Linked DNA regions of Mus musculus: all the other regions are linked to region 1. The links are chromatin contacts, called in public Hi-C maps. All regions are on one chromosome and are shown on one strand. Each heading gives the region's core, a stretch centred on a gene start, on an enhancer-like site or on the middle of the called end of the contact. The rest is flanking DNA. Distances are from core to core; before and after follow the strand shown.

What was found. A called contact is a pair of places that touch in the nucleus more often than the background predicts.
Region 2: a Hi-C map of uterus shows a contact between it and region 1, with 16 times the contacts expected there. The contact joins two enhancer-like sites. A contact is called at or near these places in 6 of 484 Hi-C or Micro-C datasets (all in uterus) and 2 of 115 datasets of contacts at active chromatin or transcription factors (a beta-TC-6 cell line and fibro-adipogenic progenitors).
Region 3: a Hi-C map of uterus shows a contact between it and region 1, with 4 times the contacts expected there. The contact joins two enhancer-like sites. A contact is called at or near these places in 3 of 484 Hi-C or Micro-C datasets (all in uterus).
Region 4: a Hi-C map of uterus shows a contact between it and region 1, with 2.9 times the contacts expected there. The contact joins two enhancer-like sites.
Region 5: a contact with region 1 is called in a Hi-C map of uterus, with 10 times the contacts expected there. The contact joins two enhancer-like sites. A contact is called at or near these places in 8 of 484 Hi-C or Micro-C datasets (adipose-derived mesenchymal stem cells, embryonic fibroblasts and uterus) and 1 of 115 datasets of contacts at active chromatin or transcription factors (fibro-adipogenic progenitors).
Region 6: a Hi-C map of uterus shows a contact between it and region 1, with 4 times the contacts expected there. The contact joins two enhancer-like sites. A contact is called at or near these places in 1 of 15 datasets of contacts at CTCF or cohesin (large pre-B cells) and 8 of 484 Hi-C or Micro-C datasets (myeloid progenitors, nephron progenitors and uterus).

Annotation. Positions count from the first base shown.
Region 1 is chr14:102,510,611-102,514,241 of GRCm38.p6, forward strand. No RefSeq gene overlaps it. Among named protein-coding and RNA genes, the nearest start is that of Gm41233, 58 kb to the right of the region's middle. Within about 2 kb of position 1,876, at least 14 of the 459 cell types and tissues checked have an H3K27ac peak or open chromatin away from gene starts, as enhancers often do. A contact at or near this core is called in uterus, where this site is marked.
Region 2 is chr14:102,013,271-102,016,901 of GRCm38.p6, forward strand. No RefSeq gene overlaps it. Among named protein-coding and RNA genes, the nearest start is that of Gm41232, 160 kb to the right of the region's middle. Within about 2 kb of position 1,846, at least 6 of the 459 cell types and tissues checked have an H3K27ac peak or open chromatin away from gene starts, as enhancers often do. A contact at or near this core is called in uterus, where this site is marked.
Region 3 is chr14:102,030,056-102,033,686 of GRCm38.p6, forward strand. No RefSeq gene overlaps it. Among named protein-coding and RNA genes, the nearest start is that of Gm41232, 140 kb to the right of the region's middle. Within about 2 kb of position 1,671, at least 3 of the 459 cell types and tissues checked have an H3K27ac peak or open chromatin away from gene starts, as enhancers often do. A contact at or near this core is called in uterus, where this site is marked.
Region 4 is chr14:102,901,109-102,904,739 of GRCm38.p6, forward strand. No RefSeq gene overlaps it. Among named protein-coding and RNA genes, the nearest start is that of Gm34589, 68 kb to the left of the region's middle. Within about 2 kb of position 2,088, at least 80 of the 459 cell types and tissues checked have an H3K27ac peak or open chromatin away from gene starts, as enhancers often do. A contact at or near this core is called in uterus, where this site is marked.
Region 5 is chr14:102,853,811-102,857,441 of GRCm38.p6, forward strand. No RefSeq gene overlaps it. Among named protein-coding and RNA genes, the nearest start is that of Gm34589, 21 kb to the left of the region's middle. Within about 2 kb of position 1,586, at least 6 of the 459 cell types and tissues checked have an H3K27ac peak or open chromatin away from gene starts, as enhancers often do. A contact at or near this core is called in uterus, where this site is marked.
Region 6 is chr14:102,804,797-102,808,427 of GRCm38.p6, forward strand. No RefSeq gene overlaps it. Among named protein-coding and RNA genes, the nearest start is that of Gm41234, 12 kb to the left of the region's middle. Within about 2 kb of position 1,970, at least 172 of the 459 cell types and tissues checked have an H3K27ac peak or open chromatin away from gene starts, as enhancers often do. A contact at or near this core is called in uterus, where this site is marked.

The DNA.
Region 1 (3,631 bases), core at 626-3,125:
CCTGCAGCCTCTGCTGCCCCCTGGTGGTGCCTACTAAAGTTACCGTCCCATCGCTGGAGTCCAAGTTCCCAGTAAAACTCAAGAACCAACTTTTAAGATTTTATTGCACTTGGAGTACTGTGTGTAGAGCTGTGGCACAATGTCATAACATATGTTTTGTTAATATAAATTTAACATTCAAGAAAAAATATTCATTTTTCTTGAAAAAAGATTCCCTAATAATTAACCAAACATACATGGAACTGCAGCTAATTAAAAAAAAAAAATCAGAAACATGGAACAAGTGAAAAGTACCTCTCACTCATGCCAGAATTTTAAAACAAGAGTTATGGAGATCATTTAAAAACAGTTCAGATGAAGTTTGTTGATTTTATATCAATGGCAGTAATTTCCCCATCTTTAGAACACACCATTTGATTCTTAAAATTCTTTAACTACAAATATGTGGGTGCTGCCTCTGCTTAGCCCAAATTAAACGCACTAAAGCCTGAAATCAGCCTCCAAACACTGACACCATTGCATACACTAGCAAGATTTTGCTGAAAGGACCCTGATATAGTTGTCTCTTGTGAGACTATGCCGGGGCCTAGCAAACACAGAAGTGGGTGCTCACAGTCAGCTAATGGATGGATCACAGGGCCCCCAATGGAGAGCTAGAGAAAGTACCCAAAGAGCTAAAGTGATCTGCAACCCTATAGGTGGAACAATAATATGAACTAACCAGTACCCCGGAGCTAGCTCTTGACTCTAGCTGCATATGTATCAAAAGATGACCTAGTCGGCCATCACTGGAAAGAGAGGCCCCTTGGTCTTGCAAACTTTATATGCCTCAGTACAGGGGAACGCCAGAGCCAAGTAGTGGGAGTGGGTTGGTAGGGGAGTGCGGGGTGGGGGGGAGCATGTGGGGGACTTTTGGAATAGCATTGGAAATGTAAATGAAGAAAATACCTAATTAAAAAGATAAATTATAAAAAAGAGGAAAATTTAGGACTGCTTTATAGGCTCTAGTATTTCCATTAAATATGTTTTCTCATTTATAATAATGTCCACGAAGAAAGAAGAGTTATATTTGAATCAAGTTTTTTGAAGCATTCCAGAAAATGGCCTCTAAATTGCCATGATCTACTTATGAAATTCAAAGACTATGACATATTTCTCAACTTATCTATTATTTCTTTGCCTTTGACTGAGCGTCCACTAAAGAACCATTTTGTTTCTGAGGGTTTCATTTAAAGAAACGTCTGGTAATAAGATCATGTTCACATTCTAGGAGGACATCTGTTTCCAATTCTGTTCCTGGAAGCCAGGCAGAATTCTGCACAACTCAGATCCATTTGACAGTTTCTCATCTTTGTTTCCACTGGCGAAATGGCCTTCTTAAATGTTCAACTTTTCCCAAATAAATTAATACCTATAATTTGTGTTCATGTCTAATCTAATGTTCCCAAGCTGGGATAATTTCTACTCAACGATTCCCCCACAGCTGTTGGGTAGTAAAGGTGTTCTGTGCATTGTTTTTTATGTGGCTGCATATCACGATCAATGCAGAAACCACATTTTAATGTATCTGAATCTGTCTTCTTCGGATGCTCATAAATTGGATATGTACTCAGGGCCAGGTGGGTGGGTTTTTTTTCACTGTAATAAACTGTTGTGAAATCTGAGGAGTTATGATGTACAACCTTGGGCTACAAGGGGGTGCTTTTGACACTCAAACGTCTCCAGGAGATGGAAAATTCAATTTATTTTATTGCCCTTTTTAAAAGTTCTAAAAGTTTGGGAGAATTAAAAACTGCTCTTCATACTTCTTAGAAGTCTTAAGATCTGTGACTAGTAGGAATTAAAATGTCTACACCTTGTATAACATACAGAGATAATAAAAATAATTGATTTGAGTTGAAGCCAGGAATAGGATGACTGGTACTAACACAGACAAGAACCAGGGAGTTTCTGATGGTCAGATGCTCACCATCAAGATCTTCTAGACACCAAATGGATGAGCTGTTATTCTTATCTTCTGAATGTTGCTAACATTTCATTTTCAAGCCTGAAGTTGTCTTTTTTTTTTTTAAAAAGATTTGGGGGGTTTTGTTTGCTTGTTCTTAATTATATGTATATATAAAGGAGAACAACATCATGCAGAGTTATGGGCAAAACACAGAAAAAGACATCAGATCTCCTGGGGATTCAGGCAGCTGTGAGTCACCAGATAGAGATGCTTGGAATCACATTTACGTCCTTTACAAGGGCAATAAAGGCTCTCAACCACTGGGCTATGTCTCTGGACTTCAAATTGTTATTCATCAGTAGCTAACTTTGTAAATCCTTCTGCTTAATATGTTCTGGCCTCTCATAGTTACTCTGGATCCAAGACGAGTCCTACTTTTACTGTCTTCGTGATAAATCTTTAAACACTTTCCATCCAATCTGAGAAACACATGGTTTGGGAACTATTCATTAACCTCTCAGTTACTGACTTTTATGTCTTGATCAGGCCATACTGGAAATGGCAACTACTCACTTTTATATTACCTTAATTAGTCTAATGAGCAATGTGGTGATGTACAATTGGTTTAATTTTTCAATCTCCAGCATGGAAACCGTGCCTGGGACATAACTAGTGATAAGCATTATCAATTGAATGACTGTTGATAGCATACCTTAAAGACAGTCAATTCTATCTACACATGAAATTAAATATTATTTCTAGAACCCTAGATTTTACTGTAATAAAGAAATGTGCCCTTGTTTGCTTTTATAATCTTAATTCTGGGAACAATTTTGGTTGTACAAATACTTGCCTTTATTTGTCAAACTCTAGCTAAAACAATTTTTTAATCTATGGTGGTTACACAAAAAAACTAACTTCCAGAGATAACACTAATTAAATAGAGTTCACCAATCTTTTTTCTCTCCTGCTCTTAAAAAAAAAGTAATATGTTTAATCTTGATTACTAGGCTCAGATCTATGTTCTCACTAGAATTAACTTTTAAAACTTACATCCCTAAATATAATGATTTATACACAGTAAATGTTCAAGTATTTATTAAGTATGTAAGTTAATTACACAGAATATACTGAATAAATTAGTTTCTTGCATCTAATGTAGGCCAATTTTGTGTTACTCTGCTAATTCCCTATTATGTAAAATCTCCCCAAGACCAAATGTTATAAATCTCTGTGCTATTCTCCAATATTATCTATTCACCAAAGTTCTTGACACACAGAAATCAGACTCTTACACTCAGGCCATACTTGGACATTCATCAAATTGAGCAATGACACAAAGACCATGAAAATAATCTCCACTACACTAAAGCTTTTAAATTTTGACTGTTAGTTACACTCAAGAGCCTCACTCTCACCTTTCTTCCTAATTCTGGGAATCCATGACATCTAACCCCAGATCAAGGGAAAAATAAAATTTATAGCATGGAGAAGAAAAAAGCTCACAAAATGTCCATCAGAAGACCACAAGGCATTTGTGATTAGAACACTTAGCTGTTGATTCATAAAGTCCAGGGAATATTCTATAATTACGTAGCTTTATTAAGTATAGAACAAGATAAATTAAAAAAAACAATAAATAGCAAGTGACGAGAGGTAGATGATGATTGCTAGACAATAGAT
Region 2 (3,631 bases), core at 596-3,095, 500 kb before region 1:
TAAACTTCTGACAGCAGCAGAACATTCTGGGAAGAGAGAGAAACTTCTTGGTGACAGCTGATAAGGCATATAGCCAAGAAATGGAGCTGAGAGCATGATCCCTGCTCTGAAAAATCTTGACTAAGGTGTCAAAAGGTCTGACTCATCATCCTTCTATTTCTTGTACCAGATGACAGGTTCTGTAAACATGGCCAAAGGTCAGACTCTCCTAGGCTGGTTGCTCCATTCAGGTGAGGTGGGGGCAAAACCCATGGACTCTCAGGGAACAAATCGCCCAGGCAGATGGTCCAGTCTGAGTCCATGTTATATTCTTCCTGCTCTCTGGAAAAAATCTTCACCTTGAGCCTACAACTGACTTCCAGGCTGTGTTCCTTATGCCTGGGGTTCAGTAATAAGACTCTGACTTATTCTAGACCCTGACTACTCTAGATGCCCACACTTGTTTTCTTTCTTTTCCCAACATGGTCTTCTCAAAATCTGGAAAGAATTAGAATATTACTTTAAATGCTGTCATCATTAAGCCCAAAGAATATTGGCTGGAGTGTTAATTGTTGTTTTGAGTGACTTGTGTTTTCACAGCCTGTGGAGAAATACTTAAATTCATTTGAATATTTTATGTCTTATATTTACAGGGTTTAAAGAAATTCAGAATTATTATTATATTTTACAGTAACTATGACTTTTAAATCCCATTATTGTAATGGTTTGTTTAATGTAGCCTCATAATCCAACTGCTGTACAGTGATTCTTCAGTCATATTTGTCCATTCCTCTCTACGACCTTCCCTTTGTGTGCGTCTCATGTTTTTTACTCCGTTATTGATTATGGTATTACACACCCTCCTACCAATCAACAAGAGGCTGACTATGAGAGGTGTTTTCAGTCTCCCCACCACATTTTAAAACCTCAAACCAGGACCATGATTCTTCATTTACCATCTCCAAATCTATTTTCTTCTGTTTCCTAAGCCATGAGCCTATGCAGACAATGGCATCTCTCTGCATCACTGCAAGACTAGATGATCCTGTCTTCTTCCTTCTCGTGGAAGGACACAAGCACAAACATTCAACAGAAGCTTATGGAAAGCTTGCATTTGACATTTGGTTTTTTCTTTTCTACTCCTAGTTCCTGGCTGGAGTCCAAACTCAGGGCACACGGTGAAGCTGGGGGACCTGAAAGAAGGAAGAGTGCTTCCCAGCCAATATGGCATTGACTCGACAGCCCTAACTGCTCACAACTGTATTTCTCTCCCATGAGATGCCAACTTCTATTATGAGTGAACTCCATAGTTCGCTGATGCCCTTCCCTGTGCTTTGCACGAGCCTTGCCCCTTTCACCACTACTGTTCATGGCACAGGAAACAGAACATCTACAGGCTGTAGGTGAGACGATAAACTGCTTAGGAGCACAGGTTTTGGGTAATGTTTGCCTTAGTCTCTATGCTCTGCTCTATATCTAATGTAGCCTCTCCGTGCCTTGTTTGCTCATTGATGAATAGCGACCTCATAAATTTCAGGCATTGGTGAGAGAACGCACGTGAGAAAGCCTTAGGCATTATGTCCAGCAGTAAGTACTTATAAGGGATCATTCTTTGTGTTATTATCTTGTTTAGTTTCACCAAACAATGAGACTGCAGGGAACATGCCTTTGTACAGGCTGTAATTTAGCTTGATCATTTTTATATTTATATAGACATTTAATGCTTGGCATATTTATATTTACACTTAAACTCAAGGTGCCGTCATTTATAGCCATGTTAAATCACTGACTCACGTGCCCCTCGTGCAAGCATTACGGATGTAGCGCCTTACCCGGGCCTCCTCACACAATCTTTAATGCCATCTTCTGGGAAGCACAGCCTACACCTCATCTCCTCCTGTCTTCTTTAGGACTTACCACACCTGCAGACTCAGCTTGACCTTTGCTCTAGTTTTTCTTTATGCGAATCAGTGACGTCACAGAGTCAATTTCAGCAGACTTATTCAAAGGTCAAACTCAGCCAGCCACGAGCTTCTGCCAAACCTCACACTTGGTCTTTTCTCTTTAGCATTTCTTAAAAAAAAAAAAATGTTCCTTAAGGCATTTTCCCAGTAGTTACGTGATCTGGCTAAAGTCTGCAACGTTATTGGATTGTCTTATTCGCAGCAGCAACCTTCACTCTTTGTTTGGAATCTACCCATGATTATAACCACCACTGCTCCCCTGCCTCCATGACCCAGCTGCTAGAGTGATGTCATCTTTGATCCCCACGCTCTGCCTTGATGCCTTCCTCATGGCCCTTCATGAAATTTTATGTGCTTCATTGCTAGAAATTGAAGTCATCTTCTATTTAAACCTTCAGTTCACTTTTCTCCTCTGCTGCCTTCTATAATATTCTCTATTCTGCCAGACAAATGCTATCAACTAAATCCATGAAACTGGATACACTCAGCCAAAAGTCATATTTTAGTTTTCTATCTTCCCTGGGCTAAGTTAAAAAAAAATCATACCACAGTCTTATTTTTGAGATTATTGTGTTTTGTCTCTAAAATGGCTGTTCTTTTGTTGTTTTTGTTTCTTTGTTTGTTTGTTTGTTTTTTTACATAGAGTCTCTCTATGGATCCTTGGCTGTCTTGGAACTTGATCATAAGACTGCTAGAAACTAAGCTCAGAAAATTGTCACTTATTATTAGAATTTAATTTTCTTAAAAAGAAACAGATTTTTGCATGGAGGCCTATTGAGAAACAATCATGTAAACTTTCCAGTGAAATTGTATAATGATTTAGTTGTAAAGATTACAGTGTCTGCTTTCCTTTTGTTCCAAGGTATTTGGTGTGAGAATTCTTATAACATCTGTAATGTATTTGGAGTTCTTGGGAGAAATTTAGTATTTTAAATAATGAGATTATTGTATATAACTGAATATACACAGTTTTTTTTTTAAAGAATACATTTAATGGAAGAAATAAAAAATGAAAGTCCAGGCTGGCCTCAAACTCAAGAACTCACAGAAACCTGCTAAAAATGCCAGCTTTTTTATTCATGATTACCTTAAGAGGACTAGAATGGGTTTTCTCTGGTCTATTCTTTGTTGAACACTAAATGCCAAGGACGGTGGTCAGCAGGATGTCAGGAAAGCAAAGCACAGTGATCAAGATAGGCAAAGCCATTCACAGAAGAGGAGAAAGAGAGAAGAAGGGCAGTCCCAGGTGAATACGTGTTTAAGTCCTATTGGATGTAGGTGTTGTGTCTTGGGAAACTGCCTTGATTTCTGGACTAAGTCCATGGCTTTCTGTTATGGAGACCGAGTTCATTGCTTTCTATTATGGGTTGTCAGGAGCCATGGAAAAGTAGGTAATGGCATCATCTGGACAAGAGGAATAGAAACACAACAATATAAGCTGTCCTTTATGTTTTCCTATTCATCACAACAGTCTTACAATGTTTATTTTCAAGTTTTAAAAAGTGGGGTGGGTGGCCTTATTAGGAGAGGCAGATGGTAGCCCTGATTTTGGATTGCTTCCCAGATGTTCCTTTTGGCTCTGCACCTTGTTTCTGGACCTATACATCCTGAGTGACTGGCAGTTTCTTTAGGGGTTGACAAGGAGGAAGTTAGGCTTAGCATGGAGCTTGAAGTAGAAGCTTTTGTTG
Region 3 (3,631 bases), core at 421-2,920, 480 kb before region 1:
CGCATACTCAGAGACCTAACACCTGACTGAAAAGTGATGGAGAGGTTTGGTGAGAAAGCCCCACTTTGTTCTGAATAGTTACGTGGCGGCAGCTGACCTCGGGAACTTGAGGCTCAGGTTTGCATTTGCAGGATACAGTTTCCTGACTCTCCTACCCATGTCAGGGGTAGTTGTGAAGATCAGATGTGATAGCAAACTGGGAAGTGTCTTGAAATCACGAGAGAAACTCAGGGCTCATGGTAATTTAGGTTTATATTATTTCTGCTTTCATTGTGAGGATTACGCTTTACACCTTTAGCATCATCTGGTCCCAAGTTCCACACTTCCTTTTGATTGCCACTGATTATTGTTAAGAAACCAAGGGGAAAATCCGAACACGTCTTTTCGCCAACAGGAGAAAAATTACTGGATGCTAACAAATCATATGTTTATCACATAAAGATTAGTAAAAGATTAAAAATAACAAACTAATTCATCGTGTCATCTTCTTATATGCAGTCTTAGCAGTTCATGCTGGAAAAAGACAAACAGTAGAAGTTCCACCAAAGTTTTAAGCTCCCAAAAAATGAAGCAGCAGGCTATTTAGAACTACACTGCTTGCATTTTGGATAGGTCTTTTGGTGGTGGTGGTGGGGGAGTTGGAATACAGGATTAGTTTATTAGCAAAAGATAATCCACTCAGCTAGAGTCATAGAGAAGGCGTCCTGTGTACAGAAAAGAGAGGTAAAGTCTTAAACATCACCATTTTCTTGAGGAGGAAGATTCATGAAGGCTGTAGTCCACATAGAACTATAGAGCGAAGAAAACATCAGATTTAATTGTTAAATTATGACTCTCCTGAAGAAGCATATTTCAGCAGAACATATTTAAGAATCACAAAAGACAAATGAAAGGGTCTATTGGTCTGCAACAAATTTCCACTCTCTCTAACTCTGCCTCAATGCTATGGGCGGTGACATTCACCAGGACAAAAATAGAATGCATTGTGGACTGAGAGAAGCCAATTATTATTTTTTGAAAGGACAAAGAAAATTTGCACCAAGTTTACAGCGATGGTTGCAAATCTTCACAATAAAAGCAATGCGATTATACAGTAGTCTCGCTAAAAACAGACCATCCCATTCCAGATCAGTGACAGAACTAATCTGACAATGGGACTGGACTTGGGCCTGGAGCCAAACTGAACCGAGAAAAGAAGAGGCAGGCGTGTTGTAAGGAGCATCCCTCCCCCAACTCCAGACCGTAGACCCCTTCCTTCTTAGTTATGCTGACCCAGCCCTTTCCACTGTGGCTTCTGAGAAGCCAACCTAGCCAATCTGCCAAGGAAGAAAGTAAATCCTGTTTCTGTCTGTATAATGTGAAAATCAAAGTTTGCTAAAGTCCTTTGCAAAGCCAAAACTATGTTTTCTGATTTCCAGCACTGATAGGCCTGATTTAGAGGGGTCAGTTTCTAATAGACAGTCCAGCTGTTAATGATGTTTTACAGGTTGGCTGTTTTCCAGCACCATTTATTACTTTTCGAAACGTAAACTTTTACTTATGTGTTCGATGTTCTCTGTGTTTATGTCACTATCTTCCTTCTTTTTCTTGGCCAAACTCTGGGTTTTGCTAGGATTTAATCTCTTAGCTGTCCATTTAAAAAACAAACTAACCACACAGGAGGCAGGGACAGATGCTACTGGGAGCTGTGTGAGACACACCACACCATCCCTTTTAGTTGACTGATACACTCATTTCTAGGTTAGAATACGCTTATTTGTCCTGTGAATTTTAAAGGACTTCTTGGTCTTGTGGTACCTGGGAAACTCTACTAATTCTTTCATCTCTGTGTGAGGTTTTTCCTCTCTGAAGTTTTAAGATCTCTTTATTCCCAGAGTGCTGAAAACGTGATGAACACTTTTGTTTTGAAGTTTATTTGCGTAGTGTTTATCGCACCTCTTCTTTTCTGCCCCTGGAGGCTTTTATTCTGTAGCTCACAACTTTCTCCCTATTTCTCTCTCTCCTTTACTGAAATTGGTACCAGTCAGGGGGCTAACCTCCTGGACCAAGTGTGTGAATTTTCTGTCTTTGTCTCCTGTTTCCAACCTATGTTCTTTATTTTACTTAAAAAAAAATCTCTTCAACTTTATTTTCTAATTTTGCTATTATATTCTTTATTTATGCAATTATATTATTCACTTCAGACTACCTCATATTTTGTTCCCCTGGACATACACACACACACACACACACACACACACACACACACACAGACACACACACACACATAGACTCACACACACACATAGACACACACACACACAGACACACACACAAACACACACACATACACAGAGAGAGAGGGGGGGAGAGAGAAGAGGTTAGTTCTCTCACAATTTGAATACATTTCCCATGGGTTCATGTTTTGACTTAGTCCTTAGTTTGTGACTATTTGGACTATTGGGAAGTAGGGCTTGGTTGGCAGAGGTAGGTGACTACTTTAGGCTTTCAAAAGTCATACCCACTTGGAGTCCTGTCAAGTCTTTCTGCTTTCTCTCTTAATTATATGAGGAGTCTCTGACCTATGCTCCCATTGGCAGAACTTCACCATGCCTCACCCAGCACTTCAGCACTGAGCAACCCTCTGAAACCAGGAGGCAAAATGAACTTCTCCTCCCTTAAGTAGTATCTCATGTCACACTGGCATGAGAAGAAAATGAATGGAAAGATCTCAGCCTTTAGTTTGCTGGATTCTTTTTTCTTCAGAGTTTCTTGTTGCCATTTGTATGTCATATAATCTTTCTCATTCACCTCAGACACCAGTCTCAACTATTCAGAGAATCTTGATTATTTATTCATGTTTAGACAGAGGCCCTAAAGATAGGTTTCAATCCTTCCTCTATTAGTGGAGTTTATGAAGGTTGACTTGTGTCTGCTTGGAATATCAATTTGTCTTAGAGCTGTATAAATATTAATCTATATGAACATATAGATTATGTTGGGGTAGCAGTTCCCCAAGGTAGCATCTCTCCAATTGTTGATTGACATGGGGTTAGAGGGCACTTAGGAAAGCTTGGCTGCCTTGTGCCATCAAATCAAAAGAAGAAGGCTGGCTTTTACTGTTCAAGTCTGTTTCAAGAATGAGTTTTAACTCTCAGTCTCTGGTATGCCTACAGTTGATCCTAGTCTCTGCTGAAAAAGGAGAGCTAGTTAGATTGTGTGACTTCTAGGGGTCCGGTCCAACTGCTCTTTCTATAAATTTCCAAATATTCTCTGTCGCTGATCTTTTCCATATGTATCTCTAGACACCAAAACATTCCTTATTCCTAAATACATCTAATATGTTATATGTGTGCATATATTTATGTATGTTTGTGTTTGACAGTGCATGTACATATATATGTGCTTTTGTGTGCAAATATCAGTGGTCAGGGGTTACTCAGAAACCATTCACCCTGTTTGAGGCAGGGTCTTTCACTTGTTCCAGGGGTTTGCTGATTAGGATAGACTGGTTAGCCAGTAAGTCCAACAATTTGTCTGATTCCACCTTTGTGGTAGTGGGGATGAAACTCAGGTTCTCCCAATTCTATGACCAGGGCTTTACTGACTTAACCATGACCTCAGCCCTGAATGCTTTATTACTTTTTTTTTT
Region 4 (3,631 bases), core at 838-3,337, 390 kb after region 1:
CAGCAAAGACTTTATCAATTCCTGGAAACTTTTTTCAGACCACATCCTTCCATCTTTAAAACTGTGCAATCGCGCCTCCTATTCCCACTGAATTCCACAGATGATGAAAATCAAAATTTAGAGAAGTCCAAACATCTGTACAATGTCATGGGCTAAATGTCCATTACTCACTGTGTTGGTTTGGCCCCTATACACTCGTGTGTTTAAGTGCTTGGCCCATAGGGAGTGACACTATTAGGAGGGGTGGCCTTGTTGGAGTTGGAGGTGGCCATATTAGAGAAAATACGTCACTGTGGTAGGTGGGCTTTGAGGTCTCCTATATTCTCAAGCAATGCCCACTGTGACACAGTCTCCTGCTGCTTTCAGATCAAGATATAGAACTCTCAGCTCCTTTTCCAGTACCATGCCTGCATGCATTCTGCCATGTTTCCCGTCATGACAAGAAAAAACTAAGTATCTGAAGTTTTAAGCCAGCTTCAATTAAAAGTTTTCTTGTATAAGAGTTATTGTGACCATGATGTCTCTACAAGCAATGGGAACCCTAACTAAGACACCACCCCAACCCTCCAAAATATGTTAATTCACAAACTCCTGATATGAAGGTGTTTGGCATTATAGCCTTTGAGATAGCTCAATAATTAGTTTAGAAGATATGAGAATGGGGTCCTCACCATAGCATTAGTGTTTGTATTCGGTACCTCACAGAAGCATTTAAAGAAAAGTTTATCATGGTACAAGAAAGGTGGTTCTAAAAGACATGTTTACAGGACACACAGTGACAGATGAGTTGAGGTACTGGGTTGCCTTTCATCAGCCATCAGTTAGGAACATGAATATGCAGGGTAGATTTTTGCATCCTCAGTTAAACTTCTCTGAAAACACCCTGACAATGACAGGCACACCCAGAGGCATATCTCTCAGGAGATTCCAAATCCTGTCAAGTTGATAAAGGAAATCAACCCTGACAACACCTTTGTTTTTAACAAGCACCAAAGGAGTTGTGGCCCTCTCTCTCTCTCTCTCTCTCTCTCTCTCTCTCTCTCTCTCTCTCTCTCTCTCTCTCTCTCTCTCTCTCTCCCTCTCTCTCTCTCTCTCTTCCATACACTCTCCCTCGCTCCCAGAAGAAGATACAGAAAGACATCAGCCATCTGTGAGGCCAGGAAAAAAGTTCCTGCCAGGAAACAAACCAGCCAGCACCTTGATCTTGGACTCAACTCTACAAGTATGAAATGCATCTTCCTCCTGCTGGCATCTGGGTCGCAGTGCTCCGTGACGGCAGATCAGCGATGCCACCCAACATCCTGAAGTTAGAACCAGATCTGAACTCTATTTTTAAAATACATGCCAAATAAAAGTAGAGCAGAATGTCTGAAGAAACTGTACTCAGTGCAGCCTGTTACAAGACGACAGTCCCGAGCTTTAGTGCTATTACTCCAAAGGCAGGACGAGAAATTAATTGGTGCCCATGCCAATCTACTTACAACTGTATACCAAATAATCTGGAATGTTTGATGTCCAAGGGCAGCATTCCAGAGACCACCTAGCTCAAAAGTATCTCGGGAGCTAAATACTTGGTACCAAAAAAAAAAAAAAAAAAAAAAAAAAAAAATCCCTCCTAGCTAGAATAAGCATTAATCTCCCCCACACACACACCAATTGAAGTTTCTGCTGAGTGGGGAGACAGAACTTCAGAACTCTGAGATGTTCCTCAGTTGCAACTAGTAAGCCAAGACAGCACCAGGAGCTAGTTTAGCGGGAGGAAATTGGTAAGAGACAAACGATAAGAGGGAGAAGAAAATAGACGAGGGTAACAGCCTACTTCTCTCTTTCCTAGAGAGGAAGGAATCCGCTCTTGGCTTGAGCTAGGCTGCCGAAGCTATTATTTATAGCTCACAGCCTCCCAAATCAGTGATACTACTCACATGGGAAGGTTACCAGAAGCAAGGAGTGTCACTCGGGGGGATGGGGAGGCATTACTCTAGCAGATGGTGGCCATGCGAGCTGTGGCAGCCGCCAAGAGCATGATCAGAGGATTCTGTTCTGCTTTAGGGCATCTGTTTCCACGCTACGGCTGAGCCTGAAAAATCTGCTGATTCCCATCTTCCCTCCCAAACCGAGTCAGTGGCCAGATCAGCGTACAGGCCCCACGGCCCTCCAGGCAGCGTGCACTGAGCTGAGGCAGAAAATTGGAAATTCTTCTCCCTGACTCTTTAAAGGAAGGAGCTAAGTTAGCATCCCTAACTGTAGCAATTTGGACTGAATTTCATCTTGAGCATTGAACAGCAAAAGCATCAAATTCTGTGATTCCCACACTGTGCCAGTGAGAAAGTTACTGGAATAAGAAACAAGTCTGCCCATGTTCTTACCCTTGCTCCTGGAGGAATACGTCGCAGTTCCATTTGCCACTTCGTGCGCTCAGTGCTCCGGACAGTAGTATTTCTTTCTTTCTTTCTTTCTTTCTTTCTTCCTTCCTTTCTTTCTTTCTTTCTTTCTTTCTTTCTTTCTTTCTTTCTTTCTTTCTTTCTCTCTCTCTCTCTCTCTCTCTCTCTCTCTCTCTCTCTCTCTCTCTCTCTCTTTCTTTCTTTTTTTTTTCATCTTTCTTTCTTTCTTATTAGATATTTTCTATATATACATTTCAAATGCTATCCCGAAAGTTCCCTATACCCTCCCTCTGCCCTGCTCACCTACCCACTCACTCCCGCTTCTTGCCCCTAGCATTCCCCTGTACTGGGGCATATAAAGTTTGCAATGCCAAGGGTCCTCTCTTCCCAGTGATGGCCCACTAGGCCATCTTCTGCTACATATGCAGCTACAGATATGAGCTCTGAGGGTACTGGTTAGTTCATATTGTTGTTCCACTTATAGGGTTGCAGACCCCTTCAGCTCCTTGGGTCCTCTCTCTAGCTTCTCCATTGGGGGACCTGTGTTCCATCTTATAGATGACTGTGAGCATCCACTTCTGTATTTGCCAGGTACTTGCATAGCCTCCTACGAGACAGCTATAACAGGGTTTCTTCAGCAAAATCTTTCTGGCATATGCAATAGTGCCTGGGTTTGGTGGCTGATTATGGGATGGATCCCCGGGTGCGGTAGTCTCTGGATAGTCCATTCTTTCTTCTTAGCTCCAAACTTTGTCTCTGTAACTCCTTTCATGAGTATTTTGTTCCCTATTCTAAGGATGAATGAAGTATCCACCCATTGGTCTTCCCTCTTCTTGATATTCTTGTGTTTTGAAAATTGTATCTTGGGTGTTCTATGTTTCTGAGCTAATATCCACCTCTCAGTGAGTGCATATCTAATGACTTCTTTTGTGATTGGGTTACCTCACTAAGGGTGATATCCTCCAAATATATCCATTTGTCCAAGAATTTCATAAATCCATTGTTTTTAATAGCTTAGTAGTACTCCATTGTGTAAATGTACCACATTTTCTGTATCCATTCTTCTGTTGAGGAACATCTGGGTTCTTTCCAGCTTCTGGCTATTATAAATAAGGCTGCTATGAACATAGTGGAGCATGTGTTCTTATTACCAGTTGGAACTTCTTCTGGGTATATGCCCAGGAGAGGTATTGCTGGATCTTCTGGTAGTATTATTCGAGGCTTTTTCACACTTTCTCCTTTTTTTAAAT
Region 5 (3,631 bases), core at 336-2,835, 340 kb after region 1:
TCTGGAAAACCTCTCCTGAGTCTCTTCTGAGCCTGTAAATCTCTCCAAGCCCCTCTCTTCCTCCTACATCAGGCTTTCCTGGCTCTGCTATCATGTTAGTGCCTCTAAAGGCTCCTTCCTGTAAAGTGAAGACAGGTTCCTTTCTCTTTAGAGAGAGCAAATCTCCCTTGTGACTGAAATTCTTTTTTCTTTCTGCTCATCCATTCATACTTTGGATGATATTGCAATCTCTGTGTTTAAGGTATCATAGCCTGGTTCTTCCTTCAAGGGACCACTCCTAGGCCTTATATACCTGAAGGTAACATACTAACCACCACTAATTTTTTGTAGATTGGGTGCCTTTCAAATCCAAGCTGGGTCCTGAGCTCTGTCCCCCTCACCCAGGCATTTAAATTCAGTGCCCAAAAGCAGTAAACAAAGAAAAAGGGAGTCTCACACAGAGAGAAAAGACACAGCTTAACAGAATAAGCAGAGCTGGAGAGGAAGCACTATGTCCTTGCCTCAAGGTCATGAGCTCTGAGTGATTTCGTACCCGTTAGGTTTAATGAAACACCTCAGCATTGGTGAACACACTCCCCCTTCAGATTAGCTATTATAATAGGTTCCTTGTTGCTTTCATCCCAAAGAATCAATTTACTTTATGATCTACTCTCTGTCAGTCTGGCATCTGCCCATCATTCTCTCTTTCCCTGAGCTCTCTTTCAATATACCAGCTGCATAAGGAATACTGCAACCACAATGGAGACAGGGAGATTGACCACTGCTGTTATCTCTAGATACTTGGGAAGAAAACGGTCATCAAATCCTTAGCTCCTGGATCCTCAGAGTCTTCCTTGCTTCTGAAAATGACACCCGCCCCAATCCTGGAGCTACAGCACTCAATATCCACTTCACACCCACTAATTAAAAGACAGAAATGCAAAGGAATACTCTAATACTTTCTCTCGTGTTTAGCAAAAACGGAGGGTTCTCTCCAAAGCCTCTTACCATCATGGAGAAGTCACAGCCCTAAGCTTCAGAGCATGGACTGTCTCCTTAGTTTCTGCTTATCAAAAACAAAGCATTCAACACATACCAGGTCACCAGGTACTCTGGCAATGATTTTCCTAGAGTCTGCACATTTATGCAGCATATTTCATTTTTCTGAAAGGGAGGGTTTCAGGAAGCAATAAGAATTCAGGGCATATTTTAAATATCCAGAGTAAATTAGTTAATTATTTGCTCTGTGACCAATGCAAGGTTTTTGCATCCCTCCAACCTGGGCTTCATAGATAACATTGTGACTGGTGTCCCAAGCCCTGCAATGACCGTAAAGAAATGTTTCCAGCTACTCTGAACTGAATCTACAAAGCACGCATATTTTTTGCCTGTCAAGTACACACACCTTTGAAAAACTCGTTCTGTCGTTATTATGAATTCTGTGGTGCCTGTGGTATTTTACCATGCAAAATAAACAGTTGGCATTGGTAAATGGTCAGCCCGAAGATCCTTTGGGTCTCACGGAAAAATCTAGAACAGTAGAAGGTCAGATACTCAGCTCTTGCACAGCTCTGGGGTCTGTCCCTGTGGACCAATTAAACAACTCATTCAGATGTTGGCAATCCTTCTTATTTCAGGAACAAGGGAGCCATCACTGGGCTCCAAACAGGGACATTTTATAGCTGAAATGATTTACAGTCAATGTTTTCATTGCACAGTACGTGTCCACCTTTGTTAAACAAAAGTTCACAGAAAAAAAAATCTGCAACTGAGGAGAGGAGGAAAGCACGCATGCAAAAACATCTAACTCCCAAAGCCAAATGCAAATCAAGGAAAAGGCAGCAGTCTTTGGACCTCAGCCCTCAGTCTTCTGGAGTCAATGCCAAATGTGTGTTTAGAGACACCACGAAATAGCACCGATTTACAATTTGTTTTTGTCTTTGTTTGAAGAGCAGCTCTGCGATAGGTTTTGCTGAATCATAAACCTAATTCAGTTACTAAATACCAGGGAAAAAACTACCAGTCAATAATTTGCATTATAATAAAGACAAACTGACTAGGAGAGAGAGACAGAGAGAGAGAGAGAGAGAGAGAGAGAGAGAGAGAGAGAGAGAGAGATCCTTTCCTATTGTTTAATGTGTAACTTTGAAAACATGTTGGAAGTAAAGAATGGGAAGTGGTTTTTGAAATTTAGTGCAGTTATAAATGGAGCATCAAGCTTTATTCCAAGTCATCTGGGGTACCGTTCCCTGGGGTTGGGCAAGGGAGGAAATATCCACCTCACTAATCTAAGTGTCCAGAATACAAACAAGACCATTCTTCCCTGACCTGTGTTACCACAGCCTTCCTCTCCCTCTTCCTCCCCTTCTTTCTCCTCTTGCTTCTCTCTTTCTTCCAGTGTATGTGGATGATCATGTGTGTACACATATGTCTGTTGTGGGAGGGAGGTCTACATGCCACACAAGTGCAGTGTGTGGAAGCCAGAGGACAATCTGGGGTACTGCCCACCCCCTTTTTTGAGACATGATCTCTCAGTAGCATTGAACATCCCGATTATGCCAGGCTAACCAGCCAGTGAGACCCAAGGATCTGTCTATCTCTGCCTCTAAGAAACTACATAGGATTAAAAAAAGAGAGAGATCCGTAGACTGTTAGAAGTTAACTATTAAAAGCCTCTATATTCAGTAGATTTAGTCATTCTTCATGATGAGAAAGACTTACCCACCAAGGATTTTTTTTTAAACATTGTTGATTGTCACCATTACAAAGAAGATATATTGGTGTCTAGTGGACTAAGGTCATAGATTTGGTTAACTACCCAACAGTGGAAAGGGCAAACAAAGGAATATCAGGCCAAAATGTCAAAAGACTAGAGTTTGAGCAATCATGCTTTATACATTGCCATGAATTAATTATCCTTCTAAAAGTTCAGCCAACTGAAGGCAGATTGCAGCAAGGTTTTACCTGGCCTGAGCAAGGAGCATAGGGTGTTGAGGGATTAAGGAAAGGGCAGGGGGTCCTTGAGGAGGAGCTGATCATGAGCCTTCCAACATGTCGAGTGGGCTTAAAAACCAATTACCTACCAGAGCTCCCTTAATAGTCAGTCTTATTACATTGTCTTGTCCTAAAAGAGAATCTGACTTAAACCTTCTTCCAATTCATGCTAAAATTTTCCATTAATTTCTTTCTTATAAAAAGAAAGCTCATGAAACTTCTTAAGGCTCCTTTTGGAATAGTTATATCCAGAAACTTTGAATTTGCTATTCAGGACAAACACACAAACACACACAAACACATACAAACACACACACACACACACACACACACACACACACACAGAAGGCCTTGTTTATAATAACTTTAATATATTTTATTTCATTTGTAATTTCACATTACTCACTAAAAATTACATTTATGTTGTTTTACTTAATTAATTTATTCACTTTGCATCTCAATACCCAACCCCCACTTCCAGTCCACCTTATGCAACTCCTCACCCCATTCCTCCTTCTTTTCTCCTTTGAGAATAGTGACCCCCTGAGTGTCACGACCACCACCATCTTCTCATCCCTCAGGCCCCAAAACACAATCTCCACACCCCACCCCTTTCCTGGCACATCAGTCACTGCAGTACTGGGCACATCATCTCTCA
Region 6 (3,631 bases), core at 720-3,219, 290 kb after region 1:
TCAACCAGGGCTCAGAGAGGCTCACAGAGACTAGACTGACAATCAGAGCACATGCACGGTTTTGAGTTAGGTCCTCTGCATATATGTTGTGGTTGAGGAGCTTGGTGATTTTGTGGGACTCCTAACTGTAGGGCAGGGACTGTCTCTGACTATTTTCCCTGCTTTGGGGAGACTTTTCCTCCTACTGGGTTTCCTTGTCCAGCTTTGATGTGAGGGTATATGCTTAGCCTTATTGTACCTTATTATGTTGTGTTTGGTTGGTATCCCTGGGAGGTCTGCTCTTTTCTGGAAGGAAATGGAGGAGGAGTGGATCTGGGGGAGAGGGGAGTTGGGGGGACACTGGCAGGAGAGGAGGGAAAACAGCTAGAGATGTAATATATGAGAGATGACGAAACAAAAAATAGATTATAAAAAAGAGTCATAATACACAGTGAAATGAAATGAATGTTTGTGGTGGGTATTATAATAAGCAACACAATAAACTTGACACTAAGCTGTCGCATGTCTAAAGACCAAACCTAAAAGAAAAATTATTAACACAATAGAATTATCTTCTGAATATTTTAAGTGAGGTAAAATTTTTTGACAAAAAAAAAATTACAGAAAAGGGGACTGTACCCAAGATCATTAGAATTTTTAGACTTTAAGCAGCTATCTACAACCCCATGTTCCAGACAGCGTTGACTTCAGATCATGCCAAATGTGTTCTTATTTAGCCTGTCCTACATTGCTCAGAAAAGGAAACGCTATAGACAATCTTGAGGATGCCTGTCAGTTAATTCATCATCATTTTTAATAACAACATAGAGATAAAGGCAGAAGGGCCAGCCTTCAGAAAATGATTTTCTCCTGAGTATTTTTAGAAATTCAAGTTACATTGTGATTTTTAAAACATAGATTGTATTATTTATAGCTGAAACACAAATGACTATGGAAAGAAAAAGGTGGTGGTCTAATGAAATAAGCCCAGTTTTGGCTCCAAGGAGACCGTGGTTCGGCTCTAAGCAAACAATGCAGTGGCCACCTCTCTTGGTGAATGACCGCACCTGATGGATGCGTGCAAACAGCAACGCAAAATAATATATGAGGAGCTTGCGTGCATCAGCTACAGTCTGAACCTCAGCCTTGGCAGTTTGGCGGTTTCGGGGAGCTAAAACATGAAGAGAAGGATAAAATCTTCCTTGTTTCTTCATGCCCTTTTGAGATTTCAGCTTAAGGCCCTAGAAAAAGGCAAGAGCCTCTAACCATTGGAAATTATAGCATCAGCGCCCCCTTCTGCGCCACTCTCCACATCCCTTTTCCACCCTGAATGCATCAGTTCTTGTCTGATCTCGGAAGCTAAGCAGGGTCCATTCCGGTTCCCACTTGGATGGGAGACCACCCTTTAAAGTAACCCACGCCTCACCAGAGTTAATGTTACGGTGTGAATTAGTGTGCCTGAGAACATGCTGTCACTGAATAGAGCAGAAAGGCAAAACAGTTTTGCTCAGCCTGCTGTCCTAAAGCCAGCACACAAAACAAATGTAAAATATCAGCAGAAAAATCCCCCGCTTCTGACATGTAAACTGTCCCAGCCACAAAACCACAGTGTAAGGCTTGGCAGTAAAACACTGTACAGTCTAAACTGAGTTAGGTGGCCACCCTGAGGGCACAACTCCTCAGATCCCAGAGAGATGAAGAGGCCTGCCACAAGTGGTCTGGGTTGTACTCAATCCCTCAACTGAAAATCAGACTTCTGTGCCGGGTGACAGACCGTTGGAGAAGCAAAGACTATTCCTGAAGGGTCGCAATGTAATGCCACAAGGCTCCTGAGCGCTGGGGAGCTACAGGAGACAGCATGACATCTTGCTCTTCCTGTGGGATGATTCGGCTTCTTATCTAAAGGAAATAGCAGAAGTGGAGCAGAGGGTAGAGAGGAGAGGAAATGGCGACGAGTGGAGGTCAGCCAGCCTGTGGTCACGTGGCTCACCTTCGCTGTCCTAGCCTCTGAAAACCGAAAATACAGAGGGAAATTGTGCCCTGTCAGAGAGTAACTGAGAACGCAGAAAGTTTTCAACACCGGAAACCTTGAGGGAATAATTAAAGCCTGTCGCACTATCCTTTCTGTTTGGGTCTCTGCTAGCAACCCTTCACACTACACACACACACACACACACACCAATAAGTGATCAGTCACACCAAAAAATGAGAAATTAATATAAGACTGGAAAAGGAGAAGATGTTAGAGACAAGCTTCTGTTTTTTTTAACAGGAAAGACAAGCAAAATTATTTGGGGCTTCCTCACCCCACCAAAAAGACAAAACAAAACAAAACAAAACAAAACAAAACAAAACAACTATTTCAGAAATGAGCTAGTCAGGTTTCTGGATAAAATGATGCAAGTCCTCATGCCTGCAAGATAAGCATGGGAGCATTTTACTAACTGAGCTATCCCCCAAACTACGTGTGTGTGTGTGTGTGTGTGTGTGTGTGTGTGTGTGTGTGTGTGTTCTCTGTGTGTTTTTTCTCTGTATGTGTGTTTTTTCTCTATGTGTGTGTTTTTTCTCTGTGTGTGTTTTTTCTCTGTGTGTATGTGTTTTGTGTGCGTATGTATGTGTTCTGTGTGTGTTTTGTGTATATGTGTGTTTTCTGTGTGTGCTATGTGTGTTCTGTGTGTGTTTGTATTCTCTGTGTGTGTGTTCTGTGTGTGTTCTGTGTATGTGTGTTCTGTGTGTGTGTGTTCTGTGTGTGTGTGTTCTGTGTGTTCTGTGTGTGTGTGTTCTGTGTGTTCTGTGTGTGTGTGTTCTGTATGTGTGTTCTGTGTGTGTATGTTCTGTGTGTGTGTTCTGTGTGTATGTTCTCTGTGTATTCTGTGTGTGTGATGAGTGTGTGTATGTGTGTGTGCGTGCGCTCACGCGCACACGCATTGCATGTGTGTATTCTTTTTTCCATTTGTTGTCTTCTATTTGGGAGTGGGTTTTGTCTGTCTTTTCTACTTATTTCTTGAACTTTACCAAATGAACAAAGTTAGGGCCCTTCAGTGATTGAAAAAGTGAATAAAATTTTAGTGGAAAATTTCTCCGCCATTTTGACTGTTTGCAAGTGGGCCAACCAGAGCATGGAGATTCTGGGGAAAATATGTGAGAAATGAATTTAAGTCGGTGATTATGGTTCATGTCTCCCTGCCCTTATGAACCTCTACCTGGGGGTCCACTCTGACCAACTGCTTTGTGAAAGACAAAGTTAGCTTCCCAAGTGAGCTGTTGGTGGGCTCGAAAGGAGAAATTTTATTCCACTGGATCCTTGACATCTTACGGAGACAGTCCCAGGTTTGTGCTTACCTCATGGGAAAATATGAGAAGAAAAGCAATGGTCCTCTTACAAATGTGTGAGACAGGCAGAGAAAGGGACTATGCAACAAACAGGACTCACAGGACAGGAGTCAGCCTTCTCTGGGATACGGAGCTATCTACAGTCTCCTTATATACATTCCTCCTTAGGGAAGAGCAGAAAAAGGCAAGACTATTTCTCTCTCGTGACTTCTTGAAGTCAGCAATAGAGGCATACATCTGGTCCTGATTCTGTGGGTCAACTCAAGGGCATGGAAGATCCAGATAAGATGTATCTACCAGAGAGAGAAGTATATGAATG